7 separate regions of the Mus musculus genome follow, and all the other regions are linked to region 3. A link is a contact called in public promoter capture Hi-C data. All regions are on one chromosome and are shown on one strand. The core of a region is the stretch at or near the end of the contact, and the rest is flanking DNA. Distances in the headings are between cores, read along the strand shown.

Region 1 (2,821 bases), core at 194-2,693, 1.4 Mb after region 3:
GTGGAGAGGAGGAGAAAAGTGGATATTAGAATCTTCAACTTGATGTGCAGTCTAGATTTTTTATTCGAGGTCTGGAAACCCACCTTCCTTCCTTCCTTCCTTCCTTCCTTCCTTCCTTCCTTCCTTCCTTCCTTCCTCTCTCTCTCTCTCTCTCTCTCTCTCTCTCTCTCTCTCTCTCTCTCTTTCGATAGTGGAATCCAAATGGAGTGTGCTACAAACACTAGAAAAAAGTCACATCAGATACCTTTGATCCATTTGTGTATCTTTCACACACCTTAGTATTTTGCTCTGAAAGTGCACTGCAGTTGATTGATCATAGGAAAAAACATCTTATGGAGGCTGTTTTTATGGAAAAGATCTTGGGATTTAGGGAAATACAGGGCTGTTCACCTGTCTCTCCTCTATTCGACACCCATTCACCTTTCTGTAAATAGTCACCTTATTGATTAAGTTTTGGTCACATTTAAACTTCTTGACAACGGAGACGAAAGCCCCCTATTATATTTACACGGAGCCTAGAGACCGGCCCAAGGTTAAGCAGGTGTAGTGAGTATCCCCAGAGCCCGGTGCCAAACTATGTCTTTAGTTGTCAGCACCTTTTACTCTAGGCCACAGAAACTTTTCTTGACTGTTCAGTGGATCTAAAAAGGGTATCCCCACGAATCTAATTAGGTTTCATCAAAATATGGCTAATTTTGCTGAATTTGCCAGACTGTTTTTTGTTGTGTTTCTGATTTCGCTGAGGAAAAAAAAAAAGATAGTTTTTTTTCTTTGCTTCCGAGTGCAGCAGCAAACAAGGGCCGACACCATCTCAGCCCTCTATCTGGACCAGGTTTATGACTAAAGATTGCTGTTCAAGGTGCTGGGGATTCCTGTGAGCCCAGAAGCAGCAGTTTACCAGAGCTGGGAGGTAACAGGTGGAAACAGTGGTCTTATTTCACAGCACCCAGAGCAGCACTGTGCTCTCTTAGTGGCCAGTGCTGAGAGCTCCTATCTTCCATCGCTCCCTCTCTATGACCTGGGAGCCCAATAGGCTTTCACCGTGCAGAGTTCAGGGTGCCGATGCGTCTGCAGATCCCACATCTCGGTTCACATTGAGCTGGCCCTTCCCAGGCGCATTGGCTTGCTTGTGGGTTCCCACGCTGACCTACAAACACACGGAGCACACGCGGTGTGGGACCTCTCCGCTCCCCCTCCGGGAACCATCACTGTCCTGGAGTGACCCAACGCTCTGCGCGCAACAGTTGGGATCCGCTGTGCGCGGGCTCCCGGGCCGTGAGCGCCATGCGACCTCTGGGCCAGGCTTGCCATTGGCAGCGGCACCGCGGCCTGAGCGCTCCCCCTAGGCGCGTGGCGCTGGGCCCTTCCTCAGATGGAGCCACGCACCGGCCGCCCCCCAGTGCGCCGGTGCCTCCCCGGGCGCCGAGTGCGCAGGCGCCGGCCGTGAGGACCGACCGTGCGCCGGGCTCGAACGGGGTCGGAGCGCGCGGCGGCGGTGGTGGCGCTGGCGGTGGCGGTGGTGGAGGCGATAAGCGGTAGCGGCAGCGGGGGACAGACAGACTGCGGATCGACGCACGGACCCAAGGATTCTCGAGCTTGGGAGCTGGCGGCAGTGCTGTGCGCACCGCCTGGCCTGAGGGGTGGCCACCTTGCCATGTCGCTCTGCACCCACTGAACTAGGAAAGCCCAAGGATGTCTGCTCTGAGGAAGGTGCGAGACGCGCGGGGCCGCGGGGACCGGGATGCGGGGACCTGGGCGCTAAGTGGCGAGTGCCGTCGGGGCAGGGAGGGGGCGGTGCTGCGAGCCGGACCGGCGAGGGCCCTGCCTGAGTGGCTGCGTTGGGGATAAGAGGCTCCCGGGGACCCGATCCGGGAGCGTGAGAATAACCCCAGGGACGGCTGGTGCTCCGGGGTCCGCCGCTGGGGTCCTTCCGGGCTGCAGCGCCCCGCGGCAGGATTGCTGGCACACGGGCTCCCTGGGTGCAGGAGCGAGGCGGAGGTGTGAAATTCCCCGCTCCGCGAGGCCGGGTAAGGGGGTGCAGCCCGGGGCCCCGGCCAGAGAGGGACTCTGGTGGGGCAGTGGGGTGCGACCTGGGTTTCCCCTCCCCCAAGCCCGGGTGGACACCCGGACCTAGACTGGGAATGAATGAAAGGTGCTTGGAGCTGGTGGTACGGGCACTGGGGTCGCGGAGGCGGGGAGGGGCCACTTGTGCCCTTTGCAACAGCCTTCGCGCCCGGCAGGGCCTGGGCCTCGGGCTTGGGAGGGGGTGGCCGCTGCTGGGCTCTCCAAGTGCGAGCCGGGAGCACGGGGGCTTTTTTAGGGGTGGTTGCTAAGCGAAGCGCTACCCAGCGCAGGGTTTTGTAACTAAGCCTCCCCCGGCAGCTGCTGTTGCTGTTCTCGGGCTCTTTCCCTAACGATCGCAGAAGAAATAATGAGGATGTAATTATTACAGCCCTGCGCGGCGAAGGGCTGGGGGGCGGCAGGCACCGGCTCCTCTGCTTGACGCTGGCCAGGTGGGGCCGGGCGGGGCAGGGGATTTCTCTCCCATCCTCCTGGAGCGGCTGGGTGGCGGGAGATGCTCGCTGGGACCCGAGGCAGGGGCCGGGGCTGTATACCGAGTTAGAAGAGATGGGGAAGGGCAGCAGGCAGTGCCTAGGCGGGCGTAGAGTGTCGCAGGTGAAAGGGAACCGGGAGCGCCGCGGCTGCTTAGCCGTTTCTCACCCGAAACTCAAAACACTTCGGGAATGTGGTGCCAGCCGCCCGCATGTCGCTTCCTTCTTTTCAAATGGATGTGGATTCCGGCCCGGGTCGAAATCCAAAT
Region 2 (2,998 bases), core at 397-2,896, 1.1 Mb before region 3:
CAGCCAAGCGAACTTCCTCCTGCAGAAATGCACTGCCCTGTGCTTCAGAAGCAAACGACCCAATCTGAACGATCTAACTCAACTGACAGTCTCTGGCTGCGTTATGACCCTCCACAAGACTCTATTTAAGATATACAGCGTTGGAAATGTCGTAGATGTCACGGGGTTGCATGGAGTACTTTCACACCTGCCGAAGGGGGTAGGGCATCACAGTGTTTCCTGAACCTGTTCCAAATCCTTTCCAATTACACCCTCTAGTTCTGAAGCGGTGAGTCTTGTTCTGCCGGAGGATGAATGCCTGAGGCTGAAACACGGCAAACTCCAGATGGCTGAAGGCTGCGAGCTGACCCGGCGCAGCAGACACCGCAGGCGAGGCAGAGCGCCATCACCAGCCCTGCGCACCTGAGGCCACAGCAGCGGGTCCACCGCTCTCGCCCAGGCGGCCGAGCAAGATTGAGGACCTGGGACTCAGAGGGGCGAATAGGACAGCCGCACCACAGTCCCAGCCATACAAAGGCGCGAATGTGGCGACCACAGGCCAGGCTCCGCCCCAGGGCGGTGCCTAGGCAGGAAGAGGGCGGGACCGCCGGGGCCCGTCGCCTAGGCAACCCCTCGCTCTGCCCGGGCTTTTCAGAAAGCCCTAAATCCGGCAGCTGTGGGGGAAGGGCGGGATGGGAAGCTGAAGGTTGTGCTCCCCTGCGGGAAGCACACTGCGGTGCCCGCTGCCAACTCAGTGTGACGAGGACATGGGCAGCCTCAGATGCGGCAGGGAGGGGAAGAGCTAGTTAGGATCAGAGAAGAGCTGCTCCCGCCAGCCCGCCCACCGTAGATCTCCGCGCTGAAAAGAGCACCCCTCGGGGGCCCCTTTGTCTCCAGGCCATTCTAAACCCAGCACCGGGAGGCGACACAAAGGGACGATGGGGGCGGAAGGCGCAGGCGCGTGGAGGCGCCGAGGATGCTGGGAGTGGTGGTCCCTTTGCGTGTCGATAGCTGCCCTCCCGCGCGGGTCCGCATCCATCGCCAGGGAGCTGCGCCTGCGCGTCCACTTCCGCCTCGCTCGGCTCCGCCCGCTCGTCCCTCCTGGAAGAGGACAGCTCTCTAGTACTAGGCGTGCGGGGGGCGTTGCCGATCCCACCACACCTCCTTCTCGTCCAGATTGGCCGCAGAGGTAAGAGTCGCAAGGGGATTGGCTGACGCCGTTGCCATTTCTGTTCGGGGGCCCTATTTATACCGCGCTAGGAGGCGGGGGAATGCAGTTAACCCAGCGGAGGGTGGCTCTTCTCAGGTTAGTCGGTTTGAAGGCAGCGATCTGGAGGCTCGTCCGGCCCCGGCGTGTCTCGAGGAGCAGGCTAGCACCCCGCGGTTCCCGGCCGGCGTGCGGCTCCGCCCAGTAGGTCCGCCACCGAGTGTCAAACTCCTAGTAAAGTTTCGCGTCGCCGGTCTCCCCTGCCCAGGCGACCCCGCCGCTGTCCCCTCGGCGACCCTGGCCCCCAGCGACAATGACAGGCCACGCCCCCGCGCGGGCCGGCCTCGCGGCCCGCCGCCCCCCGGCCCGGGACGGTGAGGGGCGTGAATGCGGTGGGGGCGGGGCCGCCTCCGGGAGGAGGGGTGGCGGGGCGCATGCGCGCTGCGCGCGGGGCTGAATGTTTCCCAAGTGTTTGAAACTGGTATTTGGGTTTTCCACGTTGGACAAGTGCGGCGAGGCGGGCGGCGGAGCGCGCCCTTCCCGCAGCCGGCCCCGCTCTCTCCGCTCTCCACGCTGGTGGCGGGTGGGCGGCGGTGGCCGGCCCTCTTTGGGTGTGTGCGCGCTAGTACGCACGGCCCCCCGCGCCGCCCGCCGCCCGGGAGGGGGCCTGCACGGCCGGCGGGGTGTGCGCTTGAGCTTCGGCCGCCGCGGCCCGCGCCTGCAGGCGCCGGGGTCCCCGCGGCCCCGGAGGCGGCGCGGCAGGCGCCAGATGTAGCCGCCGGCCAGCCCGGCCGGAGCGGCGGGGGGGCGCGGAAGGGCGAGAGAGCTTTGCATTTTGCAGTGCTGTTTGAGGGGGGCGGGGGGTGGAGGAAGCGGAAAGCCGCCGAATCGCCGGGGACCTCCGGGGTGAACCATGTTGAGTCCTGCCAACGGGGAGCAGATCCACCTGGTGAACTATGTGGAGGATTACCTGGACTCAATCGAGTCACTGCCTTTCGACCTGCAGAGGAACGTCTCGCTGATGCGGGAGATCGACGCCAAATACCAAGGTACGGCGGGTGATGGATGGGCGGGGGCGGCCGCGTCCATCCCTGGGTCCCGGCGGCGAGGCTGACCGGTCCTGCTGGAGCCGGAGCGCCCGGTAGCGTCCTCGGAGGGCTAGGAACAAAAGGTCTGGAGCGCCTTTGATACGCCGAGGTCCTTGTGTACCGAGCTCCGGGACATGGAGAAGGAAGGAGCGCGAACGGCTGGCTGCAAGGCTGCGCGACCAAAGCGCTCTTTGTAGTGAAGTGATGAGGCGGTGCTGCGGGGGAGGGGGCGCGGGGCTCGGCCGCGTCCTCGGGGAGGGGGTGAAGGCGGCCGCGCGAGGTGGAGTGCTATGCGGGCGCCGCGGCCGTAGGGCGCGGGCACCGGGCTAGAGAGAGGGCTGCGGGCCGTACTCCGGCGGAGCTGAGTGCGGGTCCGGAGAGTCGCCGCCTCCCGCCAGGTTCTGGTTCTAAGTGTTACATAAAGTACTGGGCAGTCCTGACTCGGGGTCGCGCGATCGCCCAGGCCCTGCTCTCCTGGGCCCTCTCTTGGCTCTGGACAGGGCTCCGGGCCGACTGCGAGGGGCGCCGGCGCGGTGTGTCTTGGGGAGGAAGAGGGTGAAAGGGAGGATCGCAGCCGACTAGGTGTACGACTGCGCTGCGATCGGTGGACGCGAGCTGGGCTCTGGCTGGAGAGGAGCGGGGCAGGTGAGGGACCTGCAGCCCACCCGAAGACCCGGGCTGCCCAGAGTGGCGAAGAGGCGGAGCCTGCGTGCCCGCCGGGAAC
Region 3 (2,807 bases), core at 116-2,615:
CCTTCAGAAAAGTAAACTATCCTCTGCACTCACACTCTCCCCAGATACTGGAACTCTAAGCTCCTCCTATCCGCCTTCTCCCTAGCCCTTTATCACCCACAAACACTGTGTATTCACCAACGTGCTAGTCACATTCCCTCCATTAGACAGGAGCATCTCTCATGGCATAATAGGGTCGAGGAAGCCTCAAAGATTTCTTACATGAACAAACTGCACAGTGAAACACTACAAGGAATAAAGCAAGAAGGGAGTTAAGTCAACGGTTTAGTAGTGACACAGTAATTCATCCTCTACGCTGACAAGTTGTTACATAGGTTGTTACAAATTATGAAAGATCAAAAGGCTCTCTCAGTTTTTAAAACTCGGTTCTTGTTTAAAGTCTTCCCTTGAAAACCTGCGCGATTTGTCTCAACATTCTAAGGCAACCCAGTCATGTCAATTACTAAAACCTTCCCTCAAGACGCGTCCCCACTCATCTCCAAAATGAGCTTCATGAAACCAGATCCTTGACATTTTCCCCACCCCCAACTACGGCGGCGACAGTACGGGTAAAGTGGGCAGGACTGCCTTGGGGGTCTGGCTTCTTAGAAGCATTATTCGCTAGCTGAACCGTCCAGGAATAAGCGAGCATCATCTAACCAGGACTCATCATCACCAGAGGCAAAGGTGACAGCAGAGTGAGAAGCACGCAGAAGCAGAGCTGCAGGCTGCCGTGCTGTCTGGACGAACCCAAAAACAAACTCGGCCGCTACAGCAGCTCCGGCCTGGGCCCCCAGGGCAGGGACAGTCCGCGAGCCGCACCCCTTTCCTTCCCGGGGGCCGGGGAGAACAGCACCCGGCCGGCGGGGGTCATGGCGCTCAGTCTCCACAGCCCTGAACCCCGGGACGCGTACCTTCGCTCCGGCCCAGGATCCGGCAGCACAGGTTCTGCAGCAGAACGTTGGGCGACTTCTGATCCGGAGTCGCCATTACCGCGCCCGGACTGCGCACTGCAGCCTCCCCGCGCCCCAGGATCCCGCGCCCTAACTACGGCGCCGCCATATTCGCGGAAGCGGCAAAAGCGCGCGCCTCCCATAATGCACCGCTTCCCGCGCGAGACGCGCGTGCGCTCTCCCGGCTTCTGCACTTGGCAGCTTCTCCGCGCTGGAAAAGTCGTTGCTGGGCGACGCTCGCAGCAACGCGTTCCTAGGATGCCCGTACGCGTCCGCAGCTTGCGGTCTGGGCGCTGCTTGTGAACAGCACTGGATGCGGAGTCCGAGTGCGCTTGAGCCACACAGGGACAGGGGCGCCGGACTACTACGCAGGGCTCTCGTAAGTGAGTTCTCAGAGGTCTGGAACCTCTGCCCCTTGACGTCACCAGGAGGTAGTCCTGGAAACGGGGATACTGAGATGGAGAGGCTTGAGCGCTGCCGCAAAGGAAAAATCAGACGCAGACACGAGAAATTCTGTGCTGTCTGGGACGCAGGAGGAGGAGAGTCCTCGTCACTGGGAGCCCAGCTCCGCCGCTCCTGCCCGGATGCTCGGTGGTCCGCAGAAAGCTCCCTTCTTAGTCGCTGACTCAGGACTATGATAGCAGTGGCACTCAGAGGTGGCTTAATGGAGAGCATACCTTTATTCGTCTTTTGCTCGCAGATCTCTTAGCCACCCTTCCCTGCCCGCTCTGTGATGTACAGAATGCGGACACACTCACTCCCTGTACAAATGGTACCTGCTGGAGCTCAGCCAGTTGAAGCCAACGATAGAAACTGCAAGAGGAGACTCTCGGCTTCAGCCTGGAATTTGACTACGACTCTAACAAGCCGAGACTCTCAACACTCAGCTCTCAGCCCATTCTTAGCTCCAGCCTATTTTGTACCACCCACACAGATGATGCTCCATCAGAAGGTCTAGAATAAGGCCATAGTGAATAACTATCAGTCATTCCTGGTGTTTCTTCCACCCCGGGGCCAGTAGCTAACCTTCAGGTGATCCACTTTTCTGTTTCCATCATCCATGTAGTCAGAGCTCAGTCCTCAGTCCCTGTAGCCTCTGTTTTGTTGAGTGGTCCTAGCACTGCCCTTTGGTAATAGGAGTGATCCCAGCAAGAAGTCTTAAGGTGGCTTTCTGGACTGAGCACTCACACATTTAATTGCAGATGTATTGACAGTTATTTGAGGGTGGCCAATGAGCCAGGAAAAGCCAGAGCGGTTTGCTTTTCTGTGTGGCTACTTGAAGTGAAATGTCAGCAGATAGATGAAAACACTTAGAAAGTAGCTGCTCCAGCACAGTCTTGACAACAGGAGCTGATGTCACCAAGTCAGGTGACTCGAGTTCCCCAGAACCCACAGAGCAGGAGAAAAGCAACTACCTCAGTTGGTCCACTCACCTCCACCATACAAAATGAAGTCAGTCAAGTTAGGACATTGTAAATCAACTAAGCCAGTGACCAAAAAATGCTAAAAAAAAAAAAAAAAAAAAAAAAAAAAAAAAAACAGGCTTGATGACACAATGCCTTTAATCCTAGCACTTGGAAGAGGCAAGTGGTCTCCAAGGAAAGTCTGATCTATATATTGAGTTCATAGACAGCCAGAGCTATAAAACAGAGAAACCCTGCCTCAAAAATAATCACACTCACACATACGTATGTGCATACATACATACATACATACATACATAAATGGGTTAGGAAGATGGGTTAGTGGTTAAGAGCACTAGCTGCTCTTCCAGAGGACCTGGGTTCAGGTCCCTGTACCCACATGGTGGCTCACCACCATCTTACCATCTTGTAACTCTAGGTTTTTTTGTTGTTGTTTTGTTTTTTGGGTTTT
Region 4 (2,916 bases), core at 250-2,749, 1.2 Mb before region 3:
CAGGCTTTTGTGGATTGGAGATTTATCGCAACAAGGACACATATGGAGGAGAGCAAACAGAGCAAGACTCAGCTGGCAAGTAACATGGGACCTAAGGCTGAGATGTAGGTTAGACAAGCTCAGAATCTGCCCCACAGAGCACTGAGAGCCTATTGATAAAAAACCAGTTTTCTGTGTCTTTTATTCAGGAGCATCTCTAAGGGCTAGAACAGGCAGAAACACCCTATAAAATTACTGTAACAGTAACACATTTTATCAATAGTGTCACAACAACCCTATAAAATTACTGCAATAGTAACACGGTGTAACAATAGTGTCACAACGTCAAAGGGTCGAATATTCTTTAACGTTAGGTCTAAAGGAAATTCCAGTTCTCCAAACTCCAAAAGGGCAGTTCAAACATCCAGATAAGTTCAACCTGGACTGCAGAATTCCTGGGTGTTAGATAAAAGCTAGCATTCCTCAGGAATTTGTAAAGCTGCTTCCCCTAGGCTTCTGGGCAGAAAGGACAGATACATAAATAGCTACCTGTGGTGTTTCTGAGCATTTCAAAGCTCATGCTGCCCTCCAGGCTCCCTCAGTATCACAAGTTATCTGCTACACGTTTCAAAGTCCATGCTAACCTTCTCACCTCACCGCCTCCCATGCCCACCCCACCCGTTTATTCTCCTTACTGTTCTTGCTGTGTGTTCTCTCTGCTTCTCTCTATATATCCTTCATCTCCTGCTGTTCTCCCCTCTCTGATAGCCCTGGCCATGTCCAGTCTAGTTCTTTCTCTCTCTGCTCTGAACTCTCACAGATGCCTCTGTCTGGTCTCTGTCTCTGTCTCTGTCTCAATCTACAATAAAAACCCTTTGGTTAGCCATACCACAGAGAGGTCAAGACGCCAGTTTATACACTTAGGCCATCGGTTTGTGTCACTTTGTAGAAAACAACCCAGGCGGCTACTGTCCTCAGCCAGGCTTCATACAGGGTACAAGTGGAAGTATCAAAGACAGGTCAAAAGCAGTATCAAAGGCACAAGAGGCATGGGTATGAAAGAACTAAGTCAGGATGCTTTCCGGTTTGGGGGCGTAAGCTGTTGTAACCATGAGGTTGCCTATCTTACTATTGAGACAACAAAGACCTCGAGGAACCGAGGCCAGAAAATGGTTTGAGAGATGCTAAGCCTTAGACCTAGCTGTGGGACGCACCAGGGCCAAAGACATCATCTAGTTGGGCAGCACAGCTATGGACAGGCTGCCAAGGAAGCTGACCTCCAAGGGAATCGTGAACCATCAAGTTCACGAACAAAACGCTATAGAATAAAAAAGAAATAGGTCCCTAAACCGCCAAGGTTCTTCAGTGAGCCGGCTACCACAACGCTTAACCTGGGGCCAGGCCGGATTGGGTGCCTCGCTGGTCAAGCGGAGTAAGCGGAGGGTAATTGATGGACGCTGACCCTGGGGGTGGGATGAACCCGGAGTACGCTTCCGGCGGTGCAGGAAGCTGGGGCCGCCGGGCGGAGCCCAGAAGACCAATGGCGGTGGCCCGGCGTCCGCGCGGGGACACCTGGGAACCCGGAAGTGCGCTGGACCGCCATGGGAGTCCGCTGTGTGGCAATCCGCGCCTGCGGGGGAGGTAAGATCGATCCGGGCGTCCCGCGGATGGCCGTTCACGCCTGTGGGGCTGCGGCGGCCGTGGTGGCGCTGCTTTCCGCCGCGATCGCGCTCCAGTGGTCGCCGCTGTACGCAGGTACCGGCCGGGGTCGCTTCTGCCTGGCGCTTGCGCGTTCAGCGCCGGGAAGCCGGTGGGACCGGCCTGCGTGAGGACTAGGCTCCCCCCGCTCCCCCGAGTTATTGGGGGCCTATGCAGGAGATGCGGGCCGTTTCCTGAGCTGGATCGCGTCCACACACTGGCTCGACTTGCCACACCTATAGAAAGGCTTTTGAATAACCCTTTATTTAGAGACTGTTTTTCTCTTGGTAATTGCCTTTCTTTGTGCGCACTGAGGTTTCATTACTAGATTGACTTGCTAAATGTCTGGCAAAGACCTGGTAGAGTTCTGGGCTTTAGACCTTTCAACTGGCTGTGCTGGGCTGGAGAGATGGCTCAGCGGTTAAGAGCACTGAGGTCCTGAGTTCAATTTTCAGCAACCACAGGGTGGCCCACAACCATCAGTAATGGGGTCCGATGCACTCTTCTGGTGTGTGTCTGAGGACAGACAGCTACAGTGTACTTGTATAAATAAAAATAAATAAATCTAAAAAGAAAAGAAAACGGTGCTTAGAGTGAATCTCACTTAATATAAGGACTGCTGTCGCATGCTCCGGCTTAGACTTCACATTAACTTAAAGCCCTTGGGGCACAGAAGCCATGGTTGTCTTCCTCAGCCATGGTTTCTTTACGCCAACAAAATGCAGACAGGCTCGACCTGCTTTTCCAGACTCTGGATAGTCTTGGCGACAAAGTCAATAGTATTTACATTTTAAGTTCTCTCTTAATACTTCAGGGGATAAATCCACCAGGAGTGGCAGTAAGCCAACTAAAACGTGATCCAGTGTAAAGTGTCGGAAAATCTAGTCGATTCTCCTCCAGCCTTTTACTAACCGAGCTCTCTGTCTTGGTACAAAGTGCCTGACTCGTCAGGGTATCCCAACGGCATCCTATTGTGGAACAGATTCATCGTCAAGGACAGAGAGCAACATACTGTTGAGTGACAGCAAAGCAGGAAAATGCTTGTTAGTCTCAGGTGTTATCTTAGCATTCTCTCCCTGTGGGGTGCAGACTTTTGGTTTGCTGTCTGTTGCTATGTTAATCACCCTGACCAAAAGCAACCTGTGGGGAAAAGGTTTATTTCAACTTGTATTTCCAGGTCGCAGCCATCTTTAAGGGAAGTCAGGCAGGAACTGAAGCAGAGACCATGGTGTAGCTCTG
Region 5 (2,700 bases), core at 177-2,676, 1.2 Mb before region 3:
GTTTTGGTTTGCTATGCTAAAGGGTCAATTGGGGAGAGGGCAGGGATTTTAAACAGTACACAATGCAGGAAAAGGTAACCCTTTAGGGTAGATGTTCCACACAGAATCCCGAACAATATTAACCCGTCTTCTCTGCTCCCTCCAGGCGACTGGCAGCCCAGCAAAGCAGGCACAAAGTTGGTGATATGGACCACTGTTGACTCTGTACCTTGTTCCCCTGAGCATGTGTACACAGACATCAAGAATGTGAAGAGGGGGCCTGGCCACCCGGCAAGGCTCCCGTCATCTGCCTTCACACTTAGGCTTCCAGGAACACAAAAGCAGCCGAGGAGGCCTGGAAATGAGTTGAACGGCTCCCGCCCCCACAGAGGGAATCAGCAAGTTCTCAGGCAGTGTTACAAAATCCCCTGCTGACCAACATTCCGGATTCATCATATCCTCGGCCTTGACGAAGAAAGTGGCTCCACCCACCAAATTGAAACAGCTAGCGGGGACACAGTTACCCTGTGCTGTGTCGGCCACACATCTATCGCTACTCCAGAAACATTAAGAGGTGTGGGGAAAGCTGACCAATTCTGCTTTCTCCTCTTACAAACCCAGAGCAGCAGGCAAGCCATTTAAGCCAAGCGTAGAGGCGGAGCTCTGTCGGAGGCTGGAAAAGGAGTCCAGAGTCTGACTAGTCTTGACTCTGAGATATTGCATTCATGAGTGCTCAGTGGCAGGTAGACAGCCTGAGAAAACTCGGAGGCTCTGCCTGCAACGCGGAGTAAAGACCAGAGCCAAAGGAAAGACAGGGAAAGTAGAAATCAGTCCATTTCCCACGGTGGCTAAGTAAGGAACGGGGAAGACAGAGGAGGGAGGGAAGCTCCCCAGACCTTCACTAACTCAGCTTGATCAGAATGTATTACATAGCCAACAGATTGATACGCGCAAGACAAGGAGTCAGGGATTAGGAGCGAGGCTTTTGAGTACATCACTCTTTTTTGGTTTTTCAAGACGGGTTTCTCTGTATAGCCCTGGCTGTCCTGGAACTCACTCTGTAGACCAGGGTGGCCTCGAACTCAGAAATCCTCCTGCCTCTGCCTCCCAAGTGCTGGGATTAAAGGCGTGCGCCACCACACTTTACACAACATAAAAAGTCAGAACTTGGGAGTTTCATACATTGGAAACCTCTCTCCCTGAAACTATACCATACTATTTCCGGGTTCGTTTGTTTCACTTAAAGTATCTTATTTCTTTATCATGGAAAAGGGAGAAGACAGAAGCAAATTAATCGGGAAAGTCCAAGACGAAGTTGTACACGCACTAAAAATAATTCACTACCTATCTTAAAAATGCCAGTACAGGAAGCTATTCCACTCACGTGACTTGCGCACCAGCCAAGACTCGGCACTGGGTAAATAACCGTGAGTCGAGGAGGCTGGGCGATTCCAACTCTACTTCCCAGTCGCCTTACATCCAGCAGAGTGGTCCAACGCTCTCTGACTCAGTTTCCTCGTTCATAAAGAAGTCGGTAATAGCAGCGGTGCTCAACTCCCAAGGCTGCTTTGTACACCAAAGGAGGGCACCCTGAGGGGGACATTAAAGCACCTAAGAAGCGAGAGTCGTACTGATCGGAGATCTCTCCCAGGATAACCCGAATCTTCGCGAAGACGCACAGAGTGCTGCTGAACTGGAGATTTTCTCAATCGGCAAAGCAAGGCAAGTGGGAACAGAGGTGCAATGAATGTCACAGCCCAAAGTGGAGACCCCGCGGCTGCCCACAGACGACTCCTCGACCCCGCAGAGCCCCGAAGCCCGCCTGTCCCGGCGGCGCCGCCCTCACCTGCGGTGTCCCATATGGAGATGTTGAAGGAACGCCACTGCTTCAGGTAGAAGGCGCCGCCCACGGTGCTGACCGTGTCCGGGAAGCGACGCTCCATGTAGCGCTGCAGCAGCGACGTTTTACCCACGTTCATGTCCCCCAGCAGTACGATCTTCCCATCCGGCTTCCGCATAGCCGCGGAGGAGATGACCCCTGCGCTTCTCGGTCACCCGCCCAGGATGCCAGGGGACGCGGACCCCGGCCTCCAGGGACCCCGAACTCTAGTGGCCCTGGCCTGAGATCCGAACTCGATGAAGTGCCAAAGAGGAAGCGCGCCACAGCTCTGTACCGGAGTGTGAACGCAGCCCTGCGACCACGTGGGTGCCCGGCCGCCACGCCCACCCCACGCCCCCTGGTCCGCCTAGGCCCCGCCCCCAGTCTTCTCCCAAGCCCCTTCCACACTCCCCATCACCCCTGCCTCGTTCCTATTACTCCCTATCTCTCCTTCCCCAAATTCCCTTTCTCTGCCTGCTAAATCTCAGCCCCACGCCCACCCCTCCCCATTCTTTCCCATTCCCCCTCCCTCAAGGACCGTCCTGCGTCCGTCCCTATAATCCCAAACTCCGTTCCTCCTTTATTTTTCTGCCCTTCCCAGAGCCCTGGCCCCTACCTCCCGCCCCAGCTCCTTCCCATACCTTCTCCAAGCCCTTCTCCAGCCCAGCCAGCCCTTTCCTGGAACCCCTCTCCACTGGCCCAACCCACGCCAGCCTCCCTCTTCCCGCACCCCTGACTCTAGCAGGGCTACAGTACCGCTTTTTTTTTTTTTTTTTACAGTCCCCACCCTTTGAAAGCCTGTATGTCGCCAAGTTTGGAGCCTAGGACCTGGGTCCTAAGGT
Region 6 (2,700 bases), core at 111-2,610, 1.1 Mb after region 3:
TGTAGAAGAGGAGATATATTTGTAATTACACACACAGACAAAGTACAGAAAGGATGCAGAGGAGGATATGCTAGGTAGGATATGTTAGGTAGGATATGCTAGGTAGGATATGTTGTAGTCGCTACATCTGGGAAGACAAAGGAAAAGAGGAACTCCATAGTGTTGTTGTAGGCTTTACAGAGAGATCATGGGAAACTCAAGACAATTCAGGAAAATTCACTGCAGACAGGAGAGGCAGATGGGGCTCCTTAATATTCTGCAAGCATACACTTGTGCTTCGTACTGTCGTAAAGAAACCTGCAATGCATTCTGCAAATAGCTCAACACATACACACTGCTAATCGTTTGTTTGTCCCAAGTGTCTCTCCAGGAACAATGAAGGTCTCGGCAGCCTGGGACGGTGCAAACCCAGCTGCACAGAGCAATAACAGGAAGAAGTGCAGGAGACATACGGAGACACAAACCAGTATAATCTCAGGAGTAAGGCTGACCCTTGACCAGAGGCAGTATTAAACTTTGGAATAATTGCCTTTGTTTGCTCTTTATAAGGTTTTCTTGGCTGGAGATGAGATAAAAAGACGGGGTGTTAGAATGTTAATCCGCTTCTTTCTCAGATAACTAGCTCTCTGAATAACATCTGACTTAAAGATTAAATTCCTGTCTTTGATGTTTACCATCTGTGGTGACAGCACAAATTTCCTTTATAAAACAATTCTATTCGTAAAATGAATGAAAACAGCCGTAAATATGGTCAACTATGCCTTACCACACACCCGCTTCAAGTCAATAAGTACGGTTGGATCACTACCTACAAATGGAGAAGACAGGAAAAGTGTGTGTGTCCTTAAAATATTACCCTGTCATACATATGTGTCATTCACAGAAAAGGATGCAGCCAACTGCTCACAGGGGTGAGAGCAGAACATTTGAGTGGTACCAGTCTCTATACTTTCAAAAGGCTGCACAGTGCACAGAATGGAATTTTAAGAACACAAAATACCCTGTGTGGTGATGGACCTCTTTATTTCCAGCACCCAAGGAGGTGTGTTTGTGTGTGTGTGTGTGTGTGTGTGTGTGTGTGTGTGTGTAGGAGTCTGAAAGTAAGAGGCCAGTCTGGTACCCAGGGACAGCTCTGGACCACCCAGGACTGTAGAGAGAAAAATTCGATCTTAAAAATATCCGGTAGGGAGAAGGGTAGCTATAGAAGCGTCTCTTCCACTCCCGGAAGGCACGGAGTCCCGCTAGATCCCTTTTCCCTCCCGGACAAAGGCGAACAGGTTAGGACTAGGAGCTGGCGCCCAAGATCGCCACGGAACCATTAGAGTGGGCACACACCCGACGGGGGGAACGCTTTTGCACGGGACTTCCGGGGTAGGGCCTGTCGGAGCGGAAGTGCCGTGTGGCGCGCGGGGTCTGGTCCGGGCGGTGGTCGGCGGGCTTGGGTCCCTCGACACCCCGGGGGCGCGCGGAGGCTCGAGAGGGCGTCGGGTGCCTGCCCTGGCCTCGCGGCCATGAACCTGGAGCCGCTGCGCAAACGCGTCCGGCAGTACCTGGACCAGGTGCGCGGCGGGGGGCCGGACGCTGGGCTTCGGGGCGGTGGGGCCCGGCGGGGAGCGCGGCCCCGATGGCTCCGATCCTGCGTGGACTGCGGGAGCAGGGCTGGGCTGGGCTGGGACGGCTGCACTGGGACCTTGGAATCTGGCCGGACCGTAGGACATTTGGGAGGATTTAGTTGTGTTTCTTATTGGACAGAATACTTGGGAAGACAAGCTAGCTGTCTCCAGTTAGGACTGGAAACAATACCCCGTGCTGGATCTTCAGCCTCCGCGCTGCTCTCGAGTGGACAAGCCGGGACTATTCGAGGGAAGGGGTGTCTCTGGGGTCCACGTCATTGTCATGTCATTTGGTTTTTTGCTAAAATGCTTGCTCTCCCGATAAATGGGAAACGGAAGAGATGCTAAGTGAATGAGCCAGAGGTTTGCACTTCGCTGGAAGGCTGCGTGCTAAGGGGCAGTCGGTTTGTGATTATTTTCTTTGGCACTGAGATGTAGAGAGGACAATGTGGGCCTCTTTTTTCACTCTGGGGGCATCTGTTCAGAGCAGATTCTCGGGTCCATAAGACTTTCTCCTGGCTACTCATTGGGCTACCCTGTTCTGACTATATCCTGAGGAACTGAGGCAGAGGCAGTAAGAGCTAGGGATCAGCACTAACCAGGACAGATTCCTGAGTGTCTTTCCGCTGTCAGATTAAGTGTTGTTAGAGTTGACTACAGGGGGCGACATTGCCCATGACCAGTGACTGTTAAGGGTTATGGGTTTAATTGTGAAATATTTGAATCTAGTGCTCTGCTAGATGCTACTTTAGGATTCATTTGAGCTTGTGGGAAGTGTTATTACATAAATGTCAGTATCAGAAGTTCTAGATGACTGCATTTCAATCGCTTATGCACTGTTTTAGATACTAGCTGATACATTTTTGGTAGTGTATGAGTTAAACTGCTATCTTGAATTGTATATATGAAGTTCTTACGGTAATGACGACCTAAAACTCACACTAGCTGAGCTGTAAAATACAGGTGATTGGTGGGCCCCGTGCTACATCTAAGAACGTGTTGTAGTGAGTGGTGGATTTGGTGTGTGGATTTATATTAGTCGACTGTGGGGGCAACAGCAGTCACCCTGTGTTTGCTTTTTGTATGC
Region 7 (3,002 bases), core at 195-2,694, 1.2 Mb after region 3:
GAGACCCTGTCTCAAAAATATTACAATAAAGCCAACAATAATAACAAAACCACCTGTTAGACTGCAAGAAGTAACACTTCTTTGACTTAAATTGCAATATTTATTTTATTTGTGTATATTTGTGTGTGTGTGAATATACCAGGAGGATCCCCTGGAGAGGGAGTTGCAGAGGGCTGAGACATCTGTTGTGGGTGCTAAGAGCCAAGCCAAACTCTGTAAGACCACCATGGCTGTCTTTCCAGCCTTCATCCTGCATGTAAATAAACTGTACTTAGCACTCACCCTAATTACCGTTCATTATCTAGTCACCCCTGAGCTTTAATGACTCTATCTCCTGTAGTCCGTGATAACCACAGACCACTGCTGCCCCCTATGGTGCTGGACCTCTTACTTGAACCTCACGCCTATCTCCCTACTCCTGCTCACCCTTCCACTTAAAAGCTTCGCGAGCCCTCCACTGCCATCACAGACCAGCAATGCCATTCATATTGACTCTCACGTTCCTTTCTGTAAGAAGCCTGCTCTCCGACCCAAGCTCCAAGGCCATTTGCCTTGCCCTTTCTCATATCCAGACCTTTGCTGGGCCTACCCTCTCACCCAAGAACATCCTTTCCAGATCCGCCCTAACAACATCACTCTCCTATTTTGCAAAAGTGATTTTCTTTGCAAATCTATTGGTACTTGAATAGCAGCTTCAAGTACCATCACTGAGGCTCTGGTAAGCGTTCTATTCATTCATCCAATTAGGATACACCAGGCATAGGTGCGGCTTCTGGGAAACAGGATGTCTACAGTCAAGAAGCTCGCAGTAGGTGGATGCAATACGGGCAGGTCATGGGGAAAGGCTGTATGGCGCGCACTTAAAAACAAGTTTCTGAAAACCCGTGTCACAAGGGGACCATTCGTTTCATCAAATGGGAAAAAGCACGGGTGACATCTGGCGTCCAAGGTCAGCTACACATCCCCACCAATGGCCAGAGGTCCTCAAGGTGAGAAAAAAAAAATCCGTTTCCTCGCAGCTCCCACCTGACCCAGCCCCCTGCGGCTGGAGCGGGCTCAGGGCAGCCGGCTCCGGGAAGCCAGCTCCGCGTTCCCTGCATTCACTCCCGCAGATGCTCCCCAGCAGCCCCAGTGTCCCTCTCCCTTCAGCGCCAGCCACAGCCTAGGGCTCGGGTCCGCGCGCGTTCCCGCGCCCACTGCCGTTACCGGCCAGGCTCTCTGCGTGCACTCGCGCGGCCCCGGCGTTTCCCGGGTGAGCGGCCTCCCGGCAGCGCGTGAACCCCGCGGTTTCCCGCCTGGGTGGTCGCGGATGCCCGCGTCCCCCACCCCGTCGCGCTCACCTCCGCGCTGGGGGCCTCCTGCGAACTCCGCTCGCCCGGGCCCCGACCGGTGGCTGCCTGAGGGTCCATGCCCGGCCGCCCACAGCCAGGCGCCTGGGACGCTCCGGCACGTGACGGCCGACGGGCTGCGGACAAGCCAATCGGCGTGGGGCGGCGCGGCGACCGAGGGGGCGGGGCGGCGCAGGGGCAGCGCCGGACGGCACGCCCACCTGCGTTGTTGTGCGGGACCGCAGGCTCTACAGCTCTTTCTGACCTCTAGTGCTGGTTTCGAGCCTTAGGCCTGATTGGGCACTGAGCCATCCCAGCCACACGGGGCTTTCCTACTGCATTGTGAAATGACACATAGAGCCCACCCGGGTGTCACACAGTCACAGCCGATGGGCTCCATCACTTTTCTCTCTACCCAATCACAGGGTTTTCCAGATTGCAGGCTGCACCCGCACTACAGCATCCCTTAATGAGGGACTTCAGCAACCTGAAATGATCTGAAATGATAACCCAGCAGCCTGGAGACATGCTGCTTTGATTTAATGATCGTCTTTAAAGTCAATCTGCAAGGAACCAGGATAAAGGAGCAAAACAACGTGCCACCACAAAAACAAGGTGGTGTTAGGAACTTAGAGTCAAAAGCCAGTGCTCCAAGTCAGTAATGTGACTTTGTTGAATAATTCTCCGTTTTCCGTTTCTCTTAGGAGTGTCAGAGGCTACAGCTAAAAAGTTTTGCCCACATGACTACTGGAACAGGAGCTGGACAAAGATGATACCAGTAGACATGCTAATTGGCTCACAAAGCCTCAACCCTACACACAGAACTATAGGCAACTAAGGATTGCTGAGAGTGGGAGAGATAGCCTTCCCCAAGGAAGAGTACCGTTGGTTATCCAGTACCCAGTGGTTGGTTATCCAGTATTCAGTGGTTGGTTATTCAGTACCCAATGGTCTGCCCTGGAAGCCCTACACATGCAAGTAACATTGTATAGACTGAGCAGATTGTATTTAGGTACATTCACATACACACACACACACACACACACACACACACACACACACATGCACACATACACATTCACACATTCACACATACACATTCACAGATACACACATTTGTCACACATATACACATACAAATGAGCGTTCACACACAACACATTCGCGCGCGCACATTCACACACGTTCACACATATATTTCTCACACACACATTCACACATACATTTCTCACACATATACACACACATTCACCCATACACATTCACACACGTTCACACACACACACACAAATAGATTTCACACACGCACACACACAAGCGCGCGTTTGACTAACCTGTTCTCAGGAGATACTTGCTTCCCACTGCATGATTGCTATTCCCACAGCAGCTTGGGGAAAGGAATCAGAAATGTTTACTTACCTTCCAATTTTGTTTTGAACAGGAGTCTTGCTAGACAGCCCAAGTTCAATTAGAAATCGAGATCTTCCTGTCTGTTTCAGCTTTCCAAGTGCAGAGATTACACGTGTGAGCCACCACACTCTGACTGAAAGAGAAATCTGCACCGAATGATAACAAGCTTTAAAAATAGCACGCACTGCCATGACTTAGAAACTACAAATCCATCTTCCCAGACAAGACATGCTTATACAACGTACTTGCTCCTTTTTGAGCAAC

The links. Promoter capture Hi-C pulls out the DNA fragments that hold promoters and counts their contacts. Capture Hi-C pulls out chosen DNA fragments and counts their contacts.
Region 1: a promoter capture Hi-C map of adipose tissue shows a contact between it and region 3, with 2.7 times the contacts expected there. The contact joins the promoter of Dlgap2 here to the promoter of 4931415C17Rik in region 3. A contact is called at or near these places in 2 of 39 promoter capture datasets (the C10 cell line and stem cell-derived epiblast-like cells) and 1 of 9 other capture datasets (adipose tissue).
Region 2: a promoter capture Hi-C map of embryonic stem cells shows a contact between it and region 3, with 2.2 times the contacts expected there. The contact joins the promoter of Ing1 here to the promoter of 4931415C17Rik in region 3. A contact is called at or near these places in 10 of 39 promoter capture datasets (the 3T3-L1 cell line, the C10 cell line, the HPC-7 cell line and 6 more), 1 of 15 datasets of contacts at CTCF or cohesin (pro-B cells), 9 of 484 Hi-C or Micro-C datasets (CD4 T cells, CD8 T cells, cerebral cortex and 6 more), 13 of 115 datasets of contacts at active chromatin or transcription factors (T-cell acute lymphoblastic leukemia, astrocytes, a beta-TC-6 cell line and 9 more) and 2 of 9 other capture datasets (adipose tissue and liver).
Region 4: a contact with region 3 is called in a promoter capture Hi-C map of pre-B cells, with 9 times the contacts expected there. The contact joins the promoter of Naxd here to the promoter of 4931415C17Rik in region 3. A contact is called at or near these places in 10 of 39 promoter capture datasets (the 3T3-L1 cell line, the C10 cell line, the HPC-7 cell line and 6 more), 1 of 484 Hi-C or Micro-C datasets (CD4 T cells), 4 of 115 datasets of contacts at active chromatin or transcription factors (embryonic forebrain, embryonic stem cells, forebrain and 1 more) and 1 of 9 other capture datasets (liver).
Region 5: a contact with region 3 is called in a promoter capture Hi-C map of liver, with 4 times the contacts expected there. The contact joins the promoter of E230013L22Rik here to the promoter of 4931415C17Rik in region 3. A contact is called at or near these places in 4 of 39 promoter capture datasets (hematopoietic stem and progenitor cells, hippocampal neurons, liver and 1 more), 2 of 484 Hi-C or Micro-C datasets (B cells and CD4 T cells), 3 of 115 datasets of contacts at active chromatin or transcription factors (embryonic forebrain, microglia and pro-B cells) and 1 of 9 other capture datasets (liver).
Region 6: a contact with region 3 is called in a promoter capture Hi-C map of liver, with 3 times the contacts expected there. The contact joins the promoter of Cdc16 here to the promoter of 4931415C17Rik in region 3. A contact is called at or near these places in 6 of 39 promoter capture datasets (hematopoietic stem and progenitor cells, liver, neutrophils and 2 more) and 1 of 484 Hi-C or Micro-C datasets (CD4 T cells).
Region 7: a contact with region 3 is called in a promoter capture Hi-C map of adipose tissue, with 2.3 times the contacts expected there. The contact joins the promoter of Coprs here to the promoter of 4931415C17Rik in region 3. A contact is called at or near these places in 2 of 39 promoter capture datasets (erythroid cells and liver) and 1 of 9 other capture datasets (adipose tissue).

The regions. Positions count from the first base shown.
Region 1 is chr8:14,094,432-14,097,252 of GRCm38.p6, forward strand. It overlaps Dlgap2 (DLG associated protein 2), which reads left to right and starts at 1,444. Exons shown (of 16, transcript NM_172910.3): 1 at 1,444-1,710.
Region 2 is chr8:11,554,811-11,557,808 of GRCm38.p6, forward strand. Ing1 (inhibitor of growth family, member 1) reads left to right here and starts at 1,647. Exons shown (of 2, transcript NM_011919.5): 1 at 1,647-2,235. The coding sequence starts at 2,100.
Region 3 is chr8:12,671,062-12,673,868 of GRCm38.p6, forward strand. 4931415C17Rik (RIKEN cDNA 4931415C17 gene) reads left to right here and starts at 1,366. Exons shown (of 2, transcript NR_166502.1): 1 at 1,366-1,964. Tubgcp3 (tubulin, gamma complex associated protein 3) reads right to left here and starts at 1,039. Exons shown (of 22, transcript NM_198031.1): 1 at 894-1,039. The coding sequence starts at 969.
Region 4 is chr8:11,496,007-11,498,922 of GRCm38.p6, forward strand. It overlaps Naxd (NAD(P)HX dehydratase), which reads left to right and starts at 1,500. Exons shown (of 10, transcript NM_001190357.1): 1 at 1,500-1,620. The coding sequence starts at 1,581.
Region 5 is chr8:11,476,503-11,479,202 of GRCm38.p6, forward strand. It overlaps E230013L22Rik (RIKEN cDNA E230013L22 gene), which reads left to right and starts at 1,427. Exons shown (of 2, transcript NR_126558.1): 1 at 1,427-2,181; 2 at 2,639-2,700. It overlaps Rab20 (RAB20, member RAS oncogene family), which reads right to left and starts at 2,138. Exons shown (of 2, transcript NM_011227.2): 1 at 1,826-2,138. The coding sequence starts at 1,997.
Region 6 is chr8:13,756,296-13,758,995 of GRCm38.p6, forward strand. It overlaps Cdc16 (CDC16 cell division cycle 16), which reads left to right and starts at 1,361. Exons shown (of 18, transcript NM_027276.3): 1 at 1,361-1,559. The coding sequence starts at 1,512. The region is part of intron 1 of Gm46032 (a long non-coding RNA gene); the gene reads right to left.
Region 7 is chr8:13,888,827-13,891,828 of GRCm38.p6, forward strand. It overlaps Coprs (coordinator of PRMT5, differentiation stimulator), which reads right to left and starts at 1,445. Exons shown (of 4, transcript NM_025556.3): 1 at 1,341-1,445. The coding sequence starts at 1,409.